Linked DNA regions of Sus scrofa: region 2 is linked to region 1. A link is a contact called in public Hi-C data. All regions are on one chromosome and are shown on one strand. Each heading gives the region's core, a stretch centred on a gene start, on an enhancer-like site or on the middle of the called end of the contact. The rest is flanking DNA. Distances are from core to core; before and after follow the strand shown.

The links. Hi-C and Micro-C count contacts between places; a contact is called where the count stands out from the background.
Region 2: a Hi-C map of embryonic fibroblasts shows a contact between it and region 1, with 1.7 times the contacts expected there. The contact joins two enhancer-like sites. A contact is called at or near these places in 1 of 47 Hi-C or Micro-C datasets (embryonic fibroblasts) and 1 of 2 datasets of contacts at active chromatin or transcription factors (alveolar macrophages).

Annotation. Positions count from the first base shown.
Region 1 is chr9:70,808,762-70,814,460 of Sscrofa11.1, reverse strand. All of the region lies in intron 2 of CDK14 (cyclin-dependent kinase 14), which reads right to left. Among named protein-coding and RNA genes, the nearest start is that of CDK14, 130 kb to the right of the region's middle. Within about 2 kb of position 4,105, at least 5 of the 83 cell types and tissues checked have an H3K27ac peak or open chromatin away from gene starts, as enhancers often do. A contact at or near this core is called in embryonic fibroblasts, where this site is marked.
Region 2 is chr9:71,075,459-71,081,258 of Sscrofa11.1, reverse strand. All of the region lies in intron 10 of CDK14 (cyclin-dependent kinase 14), which reads right to left. Among named protein-coding and RNA genes, the nearest start is that of FZD1, 270 kb to the left of the region's middle. Within about 2 kb of position 2,923, at least 7 of the 83 cell types and tissues checked have an H3K27ac peak or open chromatin away from gene starts, as enhancers often do. A contact at or near this core is called in embryonic fibroblasts, where this site is marked.

The sequences.
Region 1 (5,699 bases), core at 2,856-5,355:
CTAACACTGAAGCACAAGTATACCTGCACAGCCATGGCCAAAAAAAAAAAAAAAAAAAAGAAAAAAAAGCAAGGGTTAAATGACAAATGTCTCTTCAACGTGTCAGCAGAGGAAAGAAGAGCTGTAAGGGCACCTCAAAGCTAAAAGAATAAATTTACTTCTTAACCAGTTTATGAAATCAGATAAACTCACATTAACCTGTCATTGCTTCATTTCATGCTGCCAACTGTAGCAAAACTAATATCCACAAGGTTGTTCGTTAACTTTAAGAAACAAAGGTACTTGGAAATTTCGATAATTCTGTTAGAGAAGTTATTACAGAATCTACTGTGATTAAAGCCTTATCTTCTTTCTCATGCCTTAATTAAGGGCCCTACATTAACATGTTTTCAATCAAGTAGTTACTTATTTAATAGATGCACTTGATAATTGTAAAAATCAGTACAAACAACACACCAGTGGAAACCAGCTTCTCAAAGTTATTTAGACAGGGGAAAAAAAAAAAAAAAAAGCAGCCTAATCCTATCTTTTAGGAGAAAAAAGCATTGTAACAAAATTTTCTAAAGTTAAACATTCTTGGAGTTCCCAGTCAAAATGAATCCGACTAGTATCCATGAGGATTTGGGTTTGATCCCTGGCCTCGCTCAGTGGGCCGGGGATCCAGCATTGCTGTGAGCTGTGGTGTAGGTCACAGACTCAGCTAGGACCCCGAGTCGCTGTGGCATAGGCCAGCAGCTGTAGCTCTGATTCGACCCCTAGCCTGGGAACCTCCACATTCCGGGGATGAGGTCCTCAAAAGCCAAAACAAAAAACCCACTCTTACCCATTTCACATTTATCATTTTTGCCACCTACTAGCAAGTGACTAAATACAAGTAGAAAACAATTATTAATGTGAAAAAAATTCCAGGGAAATGGTATACCTGTACAGACACATGCCTTTGGGACTTGACTTACTACATTCACATACGTATTTCTTGCTAGTTAGTTCCTAACTCATATGATAACTTAAAAATTTTTCAATATCCCACAGTGGTTTGCAAAGTATTGTACTTTCCAGGCAACCCATCAGAAGAACACATTTGAGACTTGGTATCTTTTTTTTTTTTTTTTTTCCAGGATGGAAGTTCCCAAGCTAGGGGTCGAATTGGAGCTACAGCTGCCAGCCTACACCACGGCCACAGCAACAAGGAATCCAAGCTGTGACTGCAACCTACAACACAGCTCACGGCAATAACGGATCTTTAACCCACTGAGCGAGGCCAAGGATCGAACCTGCATCCTCATGGATACTAGTTATTTTCGTTTCTGCTATGCCACAATGGGAACTCCAAGACTCGGTATTTTCTGCAGTCCCATGTAAGCAAGGATAATGCTTATTATCACAGCACCCTTTTCTCTTTTTTATTCTTTCTTTTTCTTTTGGTCTTTTTGCCTTTTCTAGGGCCACTCCCATGACATATGGAGGTTCTCAGACTAGGGGTCTAATTGCAGCTGTAGCCGCCGGCCTAGGCCACAGCAACTCGGGATCCAAGCTGCGTCTGCAACCTACACCACAGCTCACAGCAACGCCAGATCCTTAACCCACTAAGCAAGGCCAGGATCGAACCTGCACCCTCGCGGTTCCTTGTTGGATTCGGTAACCATTGAGCCACGACGGGAACTCCAGCATTCATTTCTTATAGTGCATCGCTCAGCGCCCGGCCCACAGTAAAGCTCAATAAAGTTCTGTTGGATTAATGAATCATATTTAAGAAGATTTATCCAAATCATCAGTCTTCATGTTCTCGTGTTAAAAAAAGCTGAAGTTCTGAAACATGTATTCATTAAAATATACCATCAAAAAAACCCAGCAATCTTGACACAAAAATAATAAATATATACATATGAACATATATATATTCATAAAATGCTATCAACAAATAATATACATATATGAACATATATATATATTCATAAAATGCTATCAACAAAAATAATATACATATATGAACATATATATATTCATAAAATGCTATCAATAAACTACAGGTTCATTGTGATAGGGAGAATTCTACAATGACATTCAATGCTCTTTTTTGCCTTAGAATAATGCCCTCTCCTTGGGGAGTGAACATGGTGAGAGATCACTTCCATGATTCTTTTATGTGAAATGCCAAATGGGAGATTACCCTTGGTGGGCCTAACCTAATCAGGTGAACCCGCTAAAAGCAGTATTTTCTCTAATTGGCTGAAGAAGAGAAAGTCAGAGGTGTTTACATTTCATGCTGTGAACTGCCTATGGGGGCCACACGGCCGAGAACTGGAGAACTGGGTGGATAGGGAGAAGCCTCTAAGGGCTGAGGGTAGTCACTGCCTGACAATCAACAGGAAAACAGGGACCACTGTCCTACAATCACAAGAACATGAGTTCTCCCAAACACTAGTGAGCCTGTAAAAGGATCCTGAGCCTCAGGTGAGACAACCACAGCCATCACCTTGATTTCAGACTGAGAGCAAAGAAACCAACTATGCCACGCTTAGACTTTGAAACTACAGAGACTGTGAGGTAATAAGCTAGTAAGTATGTGGTGGTAATGTGTTTATTACACAACAATAGAAAACCAATACACTCACTTTACTGAAATTACCTGAAGCACTTTGATATTTGAACAGAATATTCTTAGAAACATTTTGCAGATACCGTTTTCTGTAGCAGGTCCAGAAGAGACAAGCAATGAGTCTTAAGATGCTATCAGTGAATGACCGTATACTGTGAGCTTTCTGCACAACATAACAACACCATGAGCACCGCCACGCCCGTGAACAAGTTCTCCACTTAACTGAATTTATACACAATTTATGCTGATCTCCACTTCGCCTGGGTTTGTGTGAATAATAGCAGGGTCAGGCCTGTTTTGTGCCCGCATCTTCATCCAGGAAAGTAATCTATACTTAAGTTTTCCACCAAGGGCAAAGTGACGGTTCTGGAACAGTTTCAAGTTTCCACGATATTTGGGACAAACAAGTTAAACGTGATCTGGCCATCTCTGTTAACCCACAAGCACAAGAGAAAGCAGAATCTAGACCCTTCCTAAGGATCTGGGGAAATCAAGCCTCACTGACCTCAAGAGCTTGTCAGGCCACTCACCCTAAAGACCCTGAAGTAAAGAGGGAGGGCTTTGGTCTGGAGAAGGATCCGGGCAAGGGGAAGTGAACATGGCACTCACTTCTCCAGCTGCAATTTCTGACAGACGACAGAATACAATTATTGGCATTCACAGGGTACCAGGGAGAAAAGAGTGGGCTGACTGGAGCCATGAAAGAGGGTTCTAGAAGACAGATTATACCCTGGTGCCACTATCCAACGCCCAAGTTTTCATTTGACTCCTTCCACCAACCTGTCAGCAATCTAAAATAAGCATTTCCCTTCCCCAAATGAATCTATTTTTTCTTTCCTCAACAAAATAACTTGTGGCCAGTGCACTAGAAATTCTTGGTGGTAGATACAATCTCATACCATAAGAAAACTAGAGGATAGAAGCAAGATAAGTCAAACTGGGGGGAAAAAAACAGTAGGAACCCATAACCTCCAAAAGGCAGATCTTTCAACCACTCAATGGTAGCCCTCTGATCCACTACTAACTTTCATGTGTGCCCCCAGTGCTCAGATTCTGGCCTATGCTCCAATTTTCCACTATGAAAAAAGAGGACTCCTTGGAAGTAACCTAATTCCAGTTCACAGGGCAGGAAGCACGAAACAGCTGTGAAACATCCAGCTGTTACGAGAAAACTAGAATCCTTTCAAAAATGTCAGGGACAATGCTAGATGGACAAAGGAATCTGCCTACAGGGATTCCTACTGGCCAAACTGTGATTATGTATTTGAGCATCAAAAGCAAAATAAAATTATGGTTAAATGGAACAAGTGAGTTATTGAAAGACCATGAGCCCATTATGATTTTGAGACAGAGAATCAATACAAAGGACAAATGGCAGTTATAATATAAAGAAAGGATGAATTTAACAGAATACATAGTTGGTTTTCACACATGAAATAGTGAGTAAGCCAAACAGTGCTAGAAAAAGAGGGAACTGTACCAAGAATAGGAATGACTGCTCAGGGCTTGAAAAGAGGGTCTATATAGCACACGTGTAGGAAGAACAGCAACGTGGGATGTTCCAATAACAAACCAAGTCAATATAACACAATAATCAACTAAAGGGTGTGTGATGTTGCCTAAGCAACATTCTACAAAGAATTCGTTTGGTGGAGAGGCACCAGATTGCAAAGAAAATGTACGTGAAGTTACTGTGGAAGGCATTTTTGGGAAAGAAGTTCAATTTCAATAACTAAGTGAAGTTTAACCCTTGAACAGAAAATTCAACTTGACTCCCATCCAATGACTCAGATCTGAATCACTTTGGAAAAATCAAGCAAAACCCCAAGCGTCTACAACTCAGAACCTTTAACCTCAGCTATTCTGAGAGGCACTGTTTTCACTTGTGGGTTCGTAAAGATTATCCAATGCCAAGAAAATTCAAGGAACATTATTACTGAAACCCCTGGAAGGAATCTAAATAAGTAGATGTATAATCCCAGGAAGATGGGGAAATAATGTGAAATTAATTAAACCCACACTGGTGGTGTTTTAAATAGGATGAGTGTAAGTATAGGAGCATCATGTGCAATAACCCTATGTGTGCATGTTTTCTTGGGTAAAGCATCTGAAATATGTTAAAAAAATCACACTAAATTAGTATCTGAAATTAAAGGAATTTAATTAAGTCAGTAATCAATGCTTAAGAAGACTGAGACAAATTGGTTTTTAAAATTACATTTTGTGTGTGTGTGTGTGAATACACATACGTATTTATATTTAAAGATGTGGGCACTTGACCAAGCACAAAGGCCACTAGCTGTGAATGTTCCAGGCACAGAAGACTCTTGGGCATACCATACCATCAGCTTCCACTGTCCTTTACGCATAGTTTTGTTAGTGCCCTCAGGATAGGGCACACCAAGCCATTGGCTTCTTCCCGCACCAAGCCATGGACCAAGCCAATCACAGTAAACAGCTGTACTAGCAGTGCTACCTGAAAACAAGAGACATTCCAATATTAAAAGGAAACAGGATGTTTTCTCCGTGATGGCATTTTTCACACTTCCTTGATCCATTTAGAAGCTGAAGTGACAAAATTTACATAAGCAGGGATATCTGATGGTACTTGAGAAGAGATAAAAAAGAAGATATCATCACAAATACCAAAATAAACTTCTGTTATTTTTTTTTCTCCAGTAAATTCAATAGAACTTAGAATTTCAAACATGGTTAGAGATGTACCCACACATTTTGGTGTTCATCTGGATCAATTATTTTGGTTCACGCATCATTAACGGAGGGTCTGTATATTAGCTGGCAGGCTCAAAGTGCAGTGAAAATTGTTAGAAATTCAAACAGTGTTGGAGGCTCCAAAAGTCACAGTTGACCTACAGTTTTAGCTTGGAGCCATGTAAAAGCCAGACAACTGTCTCCCAAACTCACAGCAGTGGATTTGAAGGAACACAACTTAATTCAGTTAAGGTTGGCATTCACTTCAAGCAAATTCATTGTGGGTTGAAAATTGTCCCTTTGAATCAACTGTTTTCTGGTGATTGGCATTTTACTGAGATCAGAGGGTGATCTTCTCTCCTTCTTCCCTCCACACTCTTCATGAAGC
Region 2 (5,800 bases), core at 1,674-4,173, 270 kb before region 1:
TTCCTTGACCCTCACCTTTCTCCTAATGCTGTTCAGCAAGAGTTGTGTATGGGAGAGCTCCACCTGGGGTCACCTGCTATCACCTCAAGTCCAGCACCTTGAGCTCTCTTCTTCTCTCCCTCCACTGGCACTTCTTTTCAAACATCCCCACTGTTTTCCATGACTTGATGAATCACTTAAGTACCCAAACTTGAAACTCTGAAGTTATCTTTGACTTCTTTCTCTTTCGCAGCATTTATTTTTTTTATAATGACTTTTATTTTTTTCCATTATAGCTGGTTTACAGTGTTCTGTCAATTTTCTACTGTACAGCAAGGTGACCCAGCCACACAAACATATATACATTCTTTTTTCTCACATTATGCTCCATCATAAGAGTGACTAGACATAGTTCCCAGTGCTACACAGCAGGGTCTCATTGCTTATCCATTCCAAAGCATTTATCTGGACGAAACTTTCCTTGAAAAAGACACATGCACTCCATAGCATTTAGATACAGGATGTATCAACAGTTATGCAACAACATCCTTCTGATCTGACTTTCTGGAAGCTATTTAAATGGAGCCCAGCTGACAGTACTTTTGAGGTGAGCACTGCTTATAGGCACAGTGCCTGGTGCAGAACAGATGCCTAATAATTCTTGTTGGAAGAATAATTGAATGGGATGAAAATATGTGATGCTTACTGTAGCATAAAAACCGCAAGCAAATTACCTAGCAATAGGGTAATGTGTTACTACATTTGGGCACACTAATAGAATATTATAGCATAATTAAAATAATATTTTCAAGCATATATTAATGGCTTGGAAATGGCTCCCTATTTAATGTGAAAATAAAGAGAAACTAGATACAAAAACCATACAATTGTTATTAAACTAACTGTGGAATCTAGAAAAGAAAATACCTATTTAACCCTGGTTATCTCTAAATGGTGGTGTTTATTCATTTTCCTAATGCTTTAAAATCTTTCTAACTACTTTATTTTTAAATAAGCTTAACACTCTGAAAAAGATTTGCCACCATGTAAATAACTATGCCTACTGATGAGGCTTGAAAAAAACATGTACAAATTAAAAGATTCATTTTTCCGCGGGGTGGGGGGTAGTATTACAGCCCATCTCCCTCATTTCAATTTTCTAAAATTGACTTTAAAAAAATGTTGCTTTAAAGTTTCCTAGTGGCCTAGCTGTTAAAATATCTGGCATTGTTACTGCTGTGGCTTGGGTTCCTGCTGTGGCACAGGTTCGATCCCTGGCCCAGGAATTTGTGCATGACATGAGCGCAGCCAAAAAAAAAGGTGTTGCTTATTATTTTCAGTATTCTTCACTCCCATATGTGTTGTTTAGTCCTCTACTTGTGTCAGACTTTATATAGTTGAGTTTATCATTATATCATATTACATTAGTTTTACTTTTAACTATTATTCTTTTGTTAAAAACTGTATTGTCTCCTTATTAATTACAGAGAAAATAAAATTTAAAAGTCCTCAATCTATCAAAGTCCAGTCTTCAACATCCAGTCTTAGCTTCCACACACACAAGACAGACTCCTCCTGCCTCCACTCCTGTATCATTGCCCCATGTCCTCCATCTCCCTTACTCCACTTCAAATCTTATACTTTCTCCAATGATTAACAAAAATGTTCTTAGCAATTTTCCCTTTGAACACCCACAGCCCTTATGTATAATCCTGTAATGGCATGCATTTTTAGAATTAAAAAGGTTACAGCTGCAAGACATCATTGAAATCATTTAGTTCAACTCCTCCCTTGCCAGATACAGAAACTACAATCCAATTAGAAAACATGGTGTGTTCAGGGGAAAAAAAAAAAATCTAGAATTAGAATTCAATATTTAACTCTTAACGTCCACTATTTTAAACTCATACAAGATCTCCTACTATTAATGAATCTCTCATCTGCTGATCAATTGCTCAGCAATTCTTCATGACTCATTCTTTATTTATTTTTTTTTTGTCTTTCTGTCTTTTCTAGTGCCACATCCGCAGCATGCGGAGGTTCCCAGGCTAGGGGTCTAATCCGAGGAGCTGTAGCCATCAGCCTATGCCAAAGCCACAACAATGCCAGATCCAAGCCGAATCTGTGACCTAAAACACAGCTCACGGCAACGCTGGATCCTTAATCCACTGAGCAAGGCCAGGGATCAAACCTGCAAACTCATGGTTCCTAGTTGGATTCATTAACCACTGAGCCATGAAGGGAACTCCGTAGTTCTTAAAGGTATATCTCGCCTTCCTATCTTTATTATCCTTGTTTTGTCCAGGGCACACACCATGGCACACAATCCCTGTCCATCTCCACTGTACCCAGTGCTGAGTCTTGAAGAAATATGGTGGAAATCAGCTCAAGCAGCCCAATAATGGGAATGAAGATAAAAATCTATGACAGCAATTGTTCATCCTAATAATGTGGCTGCTGTATCCAACTGGATGGTAACAACCATCAAAGGAGGTGGTGGTTTCTTTGACAGTCTATGTGGCTGTTCTAGCCAATCATGAAACCTCAGAGCAATGGTTTGCATTAGGACCCTGGAAAGAGAGCCAGGATGGGGAGACAAGGACCAGAACGAAGTCTACAGGTTACACCACTAAAGTCAGTTCACTGTAAAACACAGGGGTTTAAGGAGGGATCTAACTCAAGAGCCAGGCTGAGCAGCAGATTTTAAAGTTGCAAGTGGCTCTTTTTTCTCTCTGTCTCTCTCTCTCTCTCTCACACACACCTTCTTTTAAATTCTGAATGACGTATATTAAGAAGAGAAACATTTTAACAGCTGTACCAATCAAATAATGTACATGTTAAGAAATAACTGGTGGATAAAAATTCCATCACAAGCCAGAAGACCCAGGAGACAGGGAAAGGAGGGCCCCTTGTGGTTAATCAACATTCAAAGGCAGGGAGAACTAGGATGAGTCCTCCACACACAATCATGCCAGCCTCTCTATCTGAGATGCTGCACACTGAGCCATGAGCCACATAAACCCAAAAGCATCTGGCAAAGGTCTCAGACAGCTGTGCAAGCACTCTCTGCCATTTGTCCAGCTGTTGAGAAGTGACAGGAGAATGCTCCCAGGGTTCCGTCACGTAGATTTCCTTTTCAATTCAGAAAAGTGTGATTAGAATACAAATTTTTTATTAGTTCTGATTTTGTCACGCTGAATATATATTCACCTGGATGAATACAGCTACAACTTATTTTTGCAGCTAACAGAGGTGAATAGAATACATCATGCCACACTGAAAAATGGATAATGCTTCAGAAATGAAAATAAATCACTCTTTTCCCTTAAGAGCAGAGTTACTGCTTAGAGAAGGTGCCTATTTACCTGGAAACTCAAAATGTCTTGAATATAATTTGACGAAATTCCATCACTTGTCTTCCCTTTTTGTCTATGAGCATCACAATCTCAAGGAAAACGATTTAATAGTGAAATCGAAGACTGCAGCATAGCCAGTTCACCTTACATATATCAACACAGTTATTACATTGCAGAAATGATGGACTTGTTAAAAATGTGAACTGCTCCTTTCCACCAAGGAAGGAAAAAGAAAAAGTAAGGAAAAGAAAACCTTTAAAAGAAAAATAGAAAGGCTCCACTGACTGATCTTTGTTGCTTTCCATATAAAGACTCAGTATGTGGGAGTTAATTATATTAATTATCTTAGATAACAAGCTATTAATTTTGTGCTTCAAAGTTATTAACCACCTTTCTATACAGTTCATAGGCGAATGAATGGCCTTAATCCCTGTATTTAAACACAAAACAAACCAAACAATCCCGTGTTTCATGATTTTTCAAAGTTGATTATCTCCTTGGCAATGCTTTACCAGAGGCCAGATACACAACTGCTACTTTAGAAAGAGTCTCTGGCAGTTTACATGAGAAGCCTGTGAAAATGGACTTAATCACATTTAAACGTCATTCCTCTTCAGACTAGACCTAAAGGGTCACCAAGGAAAAGCATTTTTTCCCAGTGATTCAATTATACTGGGTTAGTAAAATTTCTTCTTCCAATGATTGCACAACTACTGGGAGAGCCTGCTGGTTGAATGTGTCATTTAGTTAACATTGGCAAATTTGAACAATTCAGTAGAGGAAATAAAATATTTAAGATGGTAACATTTACTTTCAAGAGAAGTTTGTAGATACCTCTCTTTTTTGGTCATGTCTAATTCTTCAGGGTAAAACATACATTATTTAATTTTATATATGAGGATCTTCATCTCCTAATTACCAAAGGATATTTTACTTGTAAAAATCATTCTGCATGTAAAAAAAAAAAAACACAAACAAAACAAAACAAAAAACCTACAGTAAATGAAGGAGTTATTACCATTAATCATGATGCTTATCTGCATTTAAGGATCTCTATGCTCTAACAAGAGCAAACAGTAGCTTAGTGTATCAACATTCCCACAGAAGATTTACAGTGATTTATTTCTTTGATTTATTAAAAGTCTAGTCATAGCTCAAAGGTCTCTGAATACCCATAAAATTAGGAAATAAGTGCCATAAAATTGAGAAATAACAGCAAAATCTCCATACAAGAAGCAATCCAACAAGACAGTACCTATTGGACATTGCTTACACTATTTCGCATAGGTTCTATCTTTACATTATAAAAATAATACTGAAAAGTAAAACTTTGCCTAAGCTATATCAATAAACTACGCCTTCATGACACAATATTTTTTGGTACTGTTGCTATAGAATGCACCTCATTTATATAAGCAATTCTTTTTCTTTTAAATTCATCCTTAAACAGCGCATACGTAGGTATATTTCTTTCTATATAATTTACTTTTGAAGTTTTATGATTTCAAATATAGTAAATTAATTATTTTAGCATAAAAAATCAGTAATTTGACAAGGTTATATAAGCATTATAGTTAGCTATCAGATAGAATAGTTAAGAGGACTCTAAAGTTTAAGAAAACTTATATTATCAGAATATATTTAAGTGGCAGTATTATTATTATTATACTTAAGCTTTAAATAAATTAAAAAGACAAATGTTTAAAGGTGTTTTGACATAAAAACCTATATGATGCAAACTATAGCCCATTAAAATTTCCTCTCCTATCACCTTTTTCAATGACACAATAGGTGAACAAGTTTATTGGTTTTTTTTGAGAAAATAACTGTTTAAAGTTATTTAAAATAATCAAATGAAAATAAAAGCTTGATTAGAAAAAAAGGAAAAGAAAATATGTCTATATTACATTGGTGCTAAGGGCCACGAAATATGAATAAAGAGATGTTACTTATTCTTGGATGGAAAAGCTCAATTTTATATCATTTCTTTGTAGTATAATCCATAGGCTCAATGCAATCTCAATGAAATCAGTGAGTTTCACGGGAACAGGGAGAAGGAAGTGTTTCAGGAGTTTAGATGAAGAGAAGGATGTATAAGAACAGTCAATAGATTTATGAAAATTAAATTGTATTCAATTACAAGCTTTCAATTCTAATAATTCTTAACTAATAGGATAACTGTGCAAAGAATGTTTCTGGCAGAACTTTATAATAGTTGAAAACTATAAATAAGCTATCAACATGGAGCTGATTAAACAAATTATATCCATACAATGAAACACCTATCATTAAGAATGATGATAAATTTCTGGATTTATTTTTTCAATGAGAGGTACTTACTGTTGTTAAATAAATATTTTCAAGTGAAAAGAGAAAGTTACAAAACAGTATACAAGATAACAACTTAAGTTTTTCAACATGTGTAGAAATGGAGGCTATCTACTGAAATACTGAAGGTAATTTTC